Regions from separate parts of the Triticum aestivum genome. Here region 2 is linked to region 1. A link is a contact called in public Hi-C data. All regions are on one chromosome and are shown on one strand. Each heading gives the region's core, a stretch centred on a gene start, on an enhancer-like site or on the middle of the called end of the contact. The rest is flanking DNA. Distances are from core to core; before and after follow the strand shown.

Region 1 (4,524 bases), core at 8-2,507:
GAATCACTTATTTTGGGACTGAGGGAGTATTACACACACACACACACACACACACACACACACATGTTTTGGTGTATATTTTTCGTACACATTATACAGTTTTCTTATACATTATATACATTTTTCTATACACGTTTAACATTGTTCTAATGCGGATTAATGTTTTTCAACATTTATATATACATTAATTTTTGCAATAGATATATTCACAATATTTGCAAATACAAGCAGAAGTACAAAAACAAAAAACAGAATGAAAAAATGTAAAAAAAAGAATTAAAAACACTCGAAGCCTTTTTTTAACCGGGCTTACCCCTTTTCATTACAAGAACGAAAATACAACTGTTTCAGCAACATTCAGGAGGAGAGGAAAGAGAGGTAGCGAGTCCAGCACACTGCCAGGAAACCCACCGCACTTGCTCGCCATCGAAACGAGTACTATTGGGCGAAAACCTGACAGCAAAAGCACTCAAAGCCTGTCCGCACTGGGTGGCCCAATCGGGCATCTGAAGCGGGACGTCCTTCTGTCTCGCGTCAGGCGAGACATACCCTCTTTACCACCCAAAATCGACTGACATGCAACGATTTTTCAGTCGCCTGTGAGCTAGCAAATCCGGGCAAACTAGATTAACAGAATCAAGCACAGCCGTGAAAGTAGTAAAAGACCGCTCAGTTTGTGCCTGTTTCGCCTATGCAATTTACTTTCTGAACCAACAAGGCTAGCTGCTAAAATAAAGCCAAGCCTGGTTCGTCTACCACCATATGGCTCATGCACACTGCGCTACTTCACCTGTGACGGCATTAAAATAGCAGACGTGTTATAGTGTTCGCCTACGGATCTTATTATAGTATACAATCAGCAGGCCGTACACTGTCTGATTAGTGATTACGTCTGCCTAAACTTGTACTAGCAATAAACTACTACTGCCGTTGCAGCCATTCCACTACATCGTTTAGGCCAAGAAACCCAATAGAAAACGTGTACTCGTCGCAGTCTACCCGGCATACATAAGGCATAACGCCGGCATCGTATATACAGTATGAGATAATACGCCACGAAACAGTAGTTTTCAGAAATGGACGAACGGTAAGGCGCCCTGAAAGAGCCACTTGGAGCCTTGTGATAAGCGCGCGCGTAGATGACAACAACACGCCGAGCGATGCCGTTAATCACATAGCTAAGCAACGTCTTATATAAATCGAATGGCGCATTGATGCATACACCCATCCATCAAGGCATCTGCCAATCATACGGTGCAGCGGCACAGAGCAGCTCGAGCCAAAGCACAAATGGCGGCGAAGGAGGCCTTTCTCGCCGTCGTCCTGCTCCTGTCCTTGCTGAGCTCGCCGCTGCCGTCGGGCGCCCAGGCATCGGTGTTCCCCGTCAATGTCTGGCCCAAGCCGACGTCCATGTCCTGGGCAGAGCCTCTCGCCGCCATACCGGTGTCCGCGTCGTTCCGCATCGTGGGGACGTCCGGGAACAGCCCGTACCTCGTCTCCGCCACGCAGCGCTACACCGCGCTGCTCTTCGCCGAGAGGTACAGGCCCATCGTGCGGCCGGCGGTCAATGTCACCGCTGGGGGCCCCGCGCTCCAGAGCCTGACCGTGTCCGTGTCCGACCTGTCCGCCCCGCTCCAGGACGGCGTGGACGAGTCCTACGAGCTGGAAATCCTCCCCACGGGCGTGGCCACCATCACGGCGGCCACGGTGTGGGGCGCCATGCACGGGTTGGAGTCGTTCTCGCAGCTCGCGTGGAGGGGCCGGCAAGGGGAGCTGCTGGTGGCCGCCGGCGTGCGCGTGGAGGACAAGCCTTTGTACCAGCACCGTGGCCTGATGCTCGACACCGGGAGGACCTACTTCCCCGTCGTCGACATCCTGCGGACCATCGACACCATGGCGGCCAACAAGATGAACGTGTTCCACTGGCACATCACGGACTCGCAGTCGTTCCCCATCGAGCTGCCGTCCGAGCCGATGCTCGCTGAGATGGGCGCGTACGGTGAGGACATGAGGTACACCGTCAAGGACGTCCAGCGCATCGTCGAGTTCGCCATGAGCCGCGGCGTCCGCGTCGTGCCGGAGATCGACGCACCTGGTAAGCAAGCTGACACGGCTGCTATTGCCCCCGCAAAAAAAAAGAGAGAAAAAACATGGCTGCTATTTTCCCATTCGGCCCACTAAGCAATGCGCTGACACGGCCCAGTTTCTAAGGTAATACGGCCCAGTTGATGAACGAGCTAATCTGTTGCCATCGTTTCAGGCCACACGGCGTCGTGGGCCGGCGCGTACCCGGAGGCGGTCTCCTGCGCGGGCAAGTTCTGGCTGCCGGACGCGAGCGACTGGGGCAGCAGGCTCGCGGCCGAGCCGGGGTCCGGCCAGCTGAACCCGCTGGAGCCCAAGACGTACGAGGTGGTGGCCAACATCATCAACGACATCACCTCCATGTTCCCGGAGGGCCTCTACCACGCCGGCGCCGACGAGGTGACGCCGGGATGCTGGGAGACGGACCCGTCGATCCAGGCGGACATGGAGAAGGGCGGCACCCTGAGCCAGCTCCTGGAGCGGTACGTGCGCGCGGTGCACCCGCACGTGGTGTCCAAGAACCGCACGGTGGTGTTCTGGGAGGACGTGCTGCTGGACGTGGAGGTGAACGTGAGCTCGTCGGTGATCCCGCCCGCCACCACCATCCTGCAGACGTGGAACAACGGGGCCAACAACACGAAGCTGATCGTGCAGGCCGGTTACCGCGCCATCGTCTCCTCGGCCTCCTTCTACTACCTCGACTGCGGCCACGGCGACTTCGTCGGGAACAACAGCGTGTACGACGACCAGAGGAGCGACTACAAGACGGACGGGGGCTCCTGGTGCGGGCCGTTCAAGACGTGGCAGCGGGTGTACGACTACGACATCGCGTACGGGCTCACGGCGGAGGAGGCCAAGCTGGTCATCGGCGGCGAGGTGGCGCTGTGGACGGAGCAGGCCGACTCCACGGTGCTGGACGCCAGGATCTGGCCGCGGGCGTCGGCCATGGCGGAGGCGCTGTGGTCCGGCAACCGCGACGCGTCCGGCCGGAAGCGGTACGCGGAGGCCACGGACAGGCTCAACGACTGGCGGCACCGCATGGTGGGGCGAGGGATCCGCGCCGAGCCCATCCAGCCGCTCTGGTGCCGCACGCGCCCCGGAATGTGCGACCTGGTTCGATGAGGGCCCGACAAGAAGCGGCGCGTGCGTACGCGCCGTTGCGTGTGCCAACTCTGAGCATTACCTTTCATTCATATTGAACGTGTCAAACTAAATTATGTAAGTGAGCTAAAGCATGTATGGTGTTTCCTTTTTGTTGTGTGATTGTGCCATTTTTTTGTCAATTTGTTCTTTGTTTGTAAATGTGAAGTGGACGGCATGTCATGTTGCCCAATGCGCAGTTGTACCTTCTTCAAAGCCGGGCTTTTTCATGGGACCCATTCGCCAAATGAGTTGCTTTGTACCGAGGCTTGATTTGATTAAAGTAATGCCAAGTTGTTTGTGTCAATCAACCTCTACTTTTTCCTCCGGGAATTTCTTCATTATTGCTTATTTGGAGATATCACATGGACAATAGAGTTTTCTTTAGCCCAATAGAGCTTCCTTTGTTGTGAATGAGATGCGTTTCATACTGCAGCATGACATCGGCTGAAGTGTAAAAAAAGACATAGGATGAAGTGAACGCCGGAAAAGAATATCTAAAATTCTCAGGGCTCCTTTGATTCAAAGGATTTGCATACCAGTTTTAGGGGATTAATCCTTATAATCTTTTCCTAGTTGGTTATTCGATTCATATGATTGAATCATATATATAAATTTTCTCTAAGAAATTCTTTGAACTACTTAGAAAGAGTCCTTTGTTTTTCCTATGTTGCAATTAAACAACCCAAAATCATGTAGGATTGAGATGTTTTGACCTTCTAATCCTATGTTCTTTCTATTCCCATGTTTTTAGAATCCCGTGAATCAAAGAGGCCCTTGCAATTGCATGTTAAAGGCGACTCGAAATGTGGATCATCAAAATGGAACTTCTTAAATGTGTGTGGGGATAGGGCGGAGGCAATCCATCAACGGGTACCGAATGTCCGCTTTCAATTTATTTTTTTAGACCCGAACTATTCTAAACAATCAAAGATATAATAACATGTTCTTACAATTGAAAGATAAATATTCGAATGCAATAATAATTTGAATTAAAAAAATCCAAACATAAAATTTTGAAATAAAATAGTTTATGCTTAAATTTAGGGACAATTGCATTTTTGCCCCTAGTTAGAACCTACGTGTTGAAATATGAGGGTGGGCCTAGGGTTAAGTAAATATGCCCTAGAGGCAATAATAAAGTTGTTATTTATATTTCCTTATATCATGATAAATGTTTATTATTCATGCTAGAATTGTATTAACCGGAAACTTAGTACATGTGTGAATACATGGACAAAACAGAGTGTCCCTAATATGCCTCTACTTGACTAGCTCATTAATCAAAGATGGTTAAGTTTC
Region 2 (4,186 bases), core at 1,453-3,952, 360 kb after region 1:
TATTGATAAAAACATAAAGGGTTCATAAAAACATAAAGTGACAAGCATTAAGCATAGCATAGTCATAGCAACATCAATCTTAGAACATAGTGGATACTAGGGATCAAGCCCTAACAAATTGACCCGATTACATGACAAATCTCATCCATCTCCATCACTGTCCAGCAAGCCTATGAAGGAATTACTCACTCCCGGTGGTGAGCATCATGGAATTGTTGATGAAGAAGGGTTGATGATGACAACGGCGACGAACCCCCCTCTCTAGAGCCCTGAACGGACTCCAGATCAGCCCTCCCGATAAAAAACAAGAGGTGGTGGCGGCTCCATGCCGTAAAACGCAATGAAACTTATTCTCTTTTTTTTCTCAGGAAGACGGTACTTATGGAGGTGGAATTAGGTCAGAGGAGCCTCGTCGGCCCCACAAGACATCAGGGCGCGCCCTGGGGTAGGCGCGCCATGTTGTCTTGTGGACAACAGTAATTTTTATTTGTTCAATAAAATATCTCCTCCAAGTTTCCTCCAATTTCGAGAACTTTTATTTCTGCACAAAAATAGCACCATGGTAGTTCTGCTGAAAACAACGTCTGTCCGGATTAGTCTCATTCAAATCATGCAAATTAGAGTCCAAAACAAGAGCAAAAGTGTTTGGAAAAGTAGGTACGTTGTAGACATATCAGCCGCTACGCCACATCCCTGCCGGAACACAATAGGATTCGGAGACCTTGTGCGAGGTGATGACTTGTTGTGTCATCATGCACAACATGATCGTGGAGGATGAGGGTGAGGATGCTTCCGCAACTCTTGAATTTGAGAACATGAGTGATCTTATTGAACTACCAAATCAGAATTTGACCACATTTGAAGAGTTTGCTCAAATGCATTAATAAATTCGGCATCGAATGCAACTCACGAGCAACTGAATGAAGATCTAATTGAGGATCTATGGGCGGTTAAGGGGGAGAACAATGTTGGAATTTAATATTTGATTTAAAAAAATAGAACTACCTCTACATTTGAACATTTGAACAATTCTAGACTATACTCCCTCTGTCCGAGAATAAGTGTATTTCTACATTTTGTCCTAAGTCAAAGTTTTAAAATTTTCACCAACTATATAAAAAAGTATTAACATATATACCATCAAATTGGTATATACTGAAAGCATATTTCAAAATGGATATACCGATACTAATTTAGTGTCATAAATGCTGCTACTTTTCTCTACAAAGTTGGTCAAAGTTTAAAACACAGACAAAAGCTAGACATACACTTGTTCGTGGATGGAGGGAGTATATGCGGCTATTTGAGCGCGCAGACTAAAATCTAGACATACACTTATTCGTGGTCTTGTGGACGGAGGGAGTGTATGCGGCTATTTGAACACGCACACTTAAAATAGAATTGAGGCCGGACATATGCGGATAGCGTTGGATGTCCGGCTGCAGCATACGTATCCGCGGACTGGTCCCTGTCCGCGGACGGATGCGCGAGCAAATTTACGGGCCAGCATTGAAGATGCCCTTAACCTCTTTTTTATTTTAAAAAAAGAAGCTCCGAAGAGGTCCTGAGTTACGAGCCATTGTAGATGTTTTCATCACTAATGCAACATGATAAACAGTTTGGGGCCAGGGAGCCTGCTGCGTGACAAGTGTATGATGTTCCACATGTCTCCAAGGAGATGCCATCATCCAAAAACTGAACTAGCCAGGGACACGCCCACCTCATCCCGTCGAGACCAAAGACTTGGCAGATGGCGAAGATGTCAAGCGACTCCGATGCATAAAACAAAAGCCAGGCGGCGCGGTTGCTGAAAAGTTGTTTTTCAGCCGCTTGTACAGACGCCACTATCATCATTGCCTCGAAGGCCGCCAAATGGCAGGCTCTCGACTCGGTCTGTGCAGCGTTTTGACTACATAACCACGGATTAAGGACGAACCGGTCTAATCAGTGGCCCTAAAGTTTACGGTTAGTGGCTGACGCATGCTGGTGAAGACCTACTAGTAGTAAATCACCAGGAGATGTAGACCCCTTGACCCTTCCATCCAAATTAGAGTGGGAACATGGTCACATGAGTAATCATCTTAGGCATCTTGCTTGCTTAATTAGTTGCCGGCTTGTTCAGTCAGTGGTCAGTACCATGTTGATGAGGAACTGGTAAATCTCTGTGAGGTTAGACCCCTTGACTGAATTAGTCAAGTGGGAGGATGTTAAAGATGGTAAAGATTGCCATGGGTTTTTGCTTGCTTGTATGCGCGTACATACTCCCTTCTTCCGAAAATACTTATCAGAAAAATGGATATAACTATATATATTTTAGTTATAGATATATCCATTTTTAGACATTTCTTTGACAAGTATTTCCGGCCGGAGGGGGTATTTTATCGGAGAAAGTGAGAAATGGCATTCACTGTCTAAACTCGAGTGAAATGACATGACTTGATGCGGTACAATAATATTAAGCTGCATTGAGTATTTGGGTTAATTGTTAGAATATATACAGGGTCTTTCGTAAGTATATGTTCAATTAAGAACAAAAATCGCAGAAAATACAAAAGGTCAATTATAGTGCTGATGCACTAATTTTGTCTTGAAAGGCGTGGTGATGCACTACGACCACCACCAATCCCTCAACCTAGTGATTCCACCACAAAGAAGAAGCTAACTAAAATACAGAAACAGAAAGCACTGCATTTGCTACTTTCCTTGCAGACAATATATGGAAACACACCAAACCGAAGAGACAAACATGACATCCCAAGGCAGAGTAGAGTAACATACATTCATATGCCACGACCATAGCTCCACTTTGACCACGATTGACTAATAACCAGCCCTGAAAGTAACCCCACAGGGGAGGGATCACCACCAATACATTCCTCCTCCTATCTGAAAATTTCAAACCATCCCCAAAGCCCCTATAAATCCTCCCATTTGCCCAGCAACCAGAGCAAACACTCTGCAGACACCTGTCTCCTCCTCCCCTCACACCTCCTCCAGCACCACTTAAGCCAAAGCAACCCGAGCGCACATGGAGCTCCACTTCCAGGTGCAGCCGCCGGTGCTCCAGCTGCAGGACTACTGCTACTACTACCAGCAGCAGCAGGAGGCCGCCGCCGCCGCCGCGCAGGCCAAGCCCACCAAGCCGCGGGGCCGGAAGAAGGGCAGCACCAGCCACAGCAAGTTCGTCGGCGTCCGCCAGCGCCCCTCGGGCCGCTGGGTGGCCGAGATCAAGGACACCACCCAGAAGATCCGCATGTGGCTCGGCACCTTCGAGACGGCCGACGCCGCCGCCCGCGCCTACGACGAGGCCGCCCGCCTCCTCCGCGGCGCCGAGGCGCGCACCAACTTCGCCCCGCGCATCTCCCCGGACTGCCCGCTCGCCGTCCGCATCCGGGGCCTCCTCCACCACAAGAAGCTCAAGAAGGCCAGGCTGCCCGCCGCGTCCGCCAAGATCCCCGGCCCCTCCTCCACGCCCGCCGCTCCCGCCGCATACGCCACAAGCAATAGCAACAGCAACAGTAATAGCATGGATGGCGCTTGTGGGGGCGCCAGCAGCAGCAGCAGCAGCAGCAGCAGCGCGGTCAGCTGCGACGGCGCCACGAAGCAAGGCGGCGGGGCGCCGGACGCCGGGGAGGTGTACAGGCCGGACTTGGCTGCTCCCGTCGCCGGTGCCGAGGAGCTGGAGTCTTGGATGTTCGAGTCGTCGTTCGGCCAGTTCCCGGCGCTGGACGGGTTCGCCGCCGTCGACGCCTGCACGCTACCAGCCGCGTCCCCGGAGGAGACCAGCGTCGCCCCCGCGGCCGGGATGGTGGAGTTCGAGCGGATGAAGGTGGAGCGGCGGATCTCGGCGTCCCTGTACGCCATGAACGGCCTGCAGGAGTACTTCGACAGGGTGTTCGAGGCGTCCGCCGGCGACCCGCTGTGGGATCTCTCGCCGCTCTGCCAGTAGCCTGGCTTCTTCCTCGCCCCGTCGCCGTCGTCGCCGTCGTTCTTGCTCTTTTGCCTCCTGGGTGTTGGGGGAAAAGGCCCCGGGTGTATGTGTGTACGCATGTCAACTTGGTTTTTGGGTTTCGCCAGGCAGTGCAGTGTAAAGAGGAAGGGGGTTTCTAGATTCCAAATCTGCTCTCCATTCGATGCATTTTTGTGTGCAAAATGCTCCAAATTTGTTGTGTGGTTTAGCAGACTG

What was found. Hi-C and Micro-C count contacts between places; a contact is called where the count stands out from the background.
Region 2: a Hi-C map of leaf shows a contact between it and region 1, with 4 times the contacts expected there. The contact joins the promoter of LOC123049097 here to the promoter of LOC123049096 in region 1. A contact is called at or near these places in 2 of 5 Hi-C or Micro-C datasets (both in leaf).

What each region holds. Positions count from the first base shown.
Region 1 is chr2D:156,207,067-156,211,590 of IWGSC CS RefSeq v2.1, forward strand. LOC123049096 (beta-hexosaminidase 2) reads left to right here and starts at 1,258. Exons shown (of 2, transcript XM_044472086.1): 1 at 1,258-2,095; 2 at 2,261-3,445. The coding sequence starts at 1,291. The coding sequence ends at 3,204.
Region 2 is chr2D:156,568,118-156,572,303 of IWGSC CS RefSeq v2.1, forward strand. It overlaps LOC123049097 (ethylene-responsive transcription factor ERN1-like), which reads left to right and starts at 2,703. Exons shown (of 1, transcript XM_044472087.1): 1 at 2,703-4,118. The coding sequence starts at 3,029. The coding sequence ends at 3,949.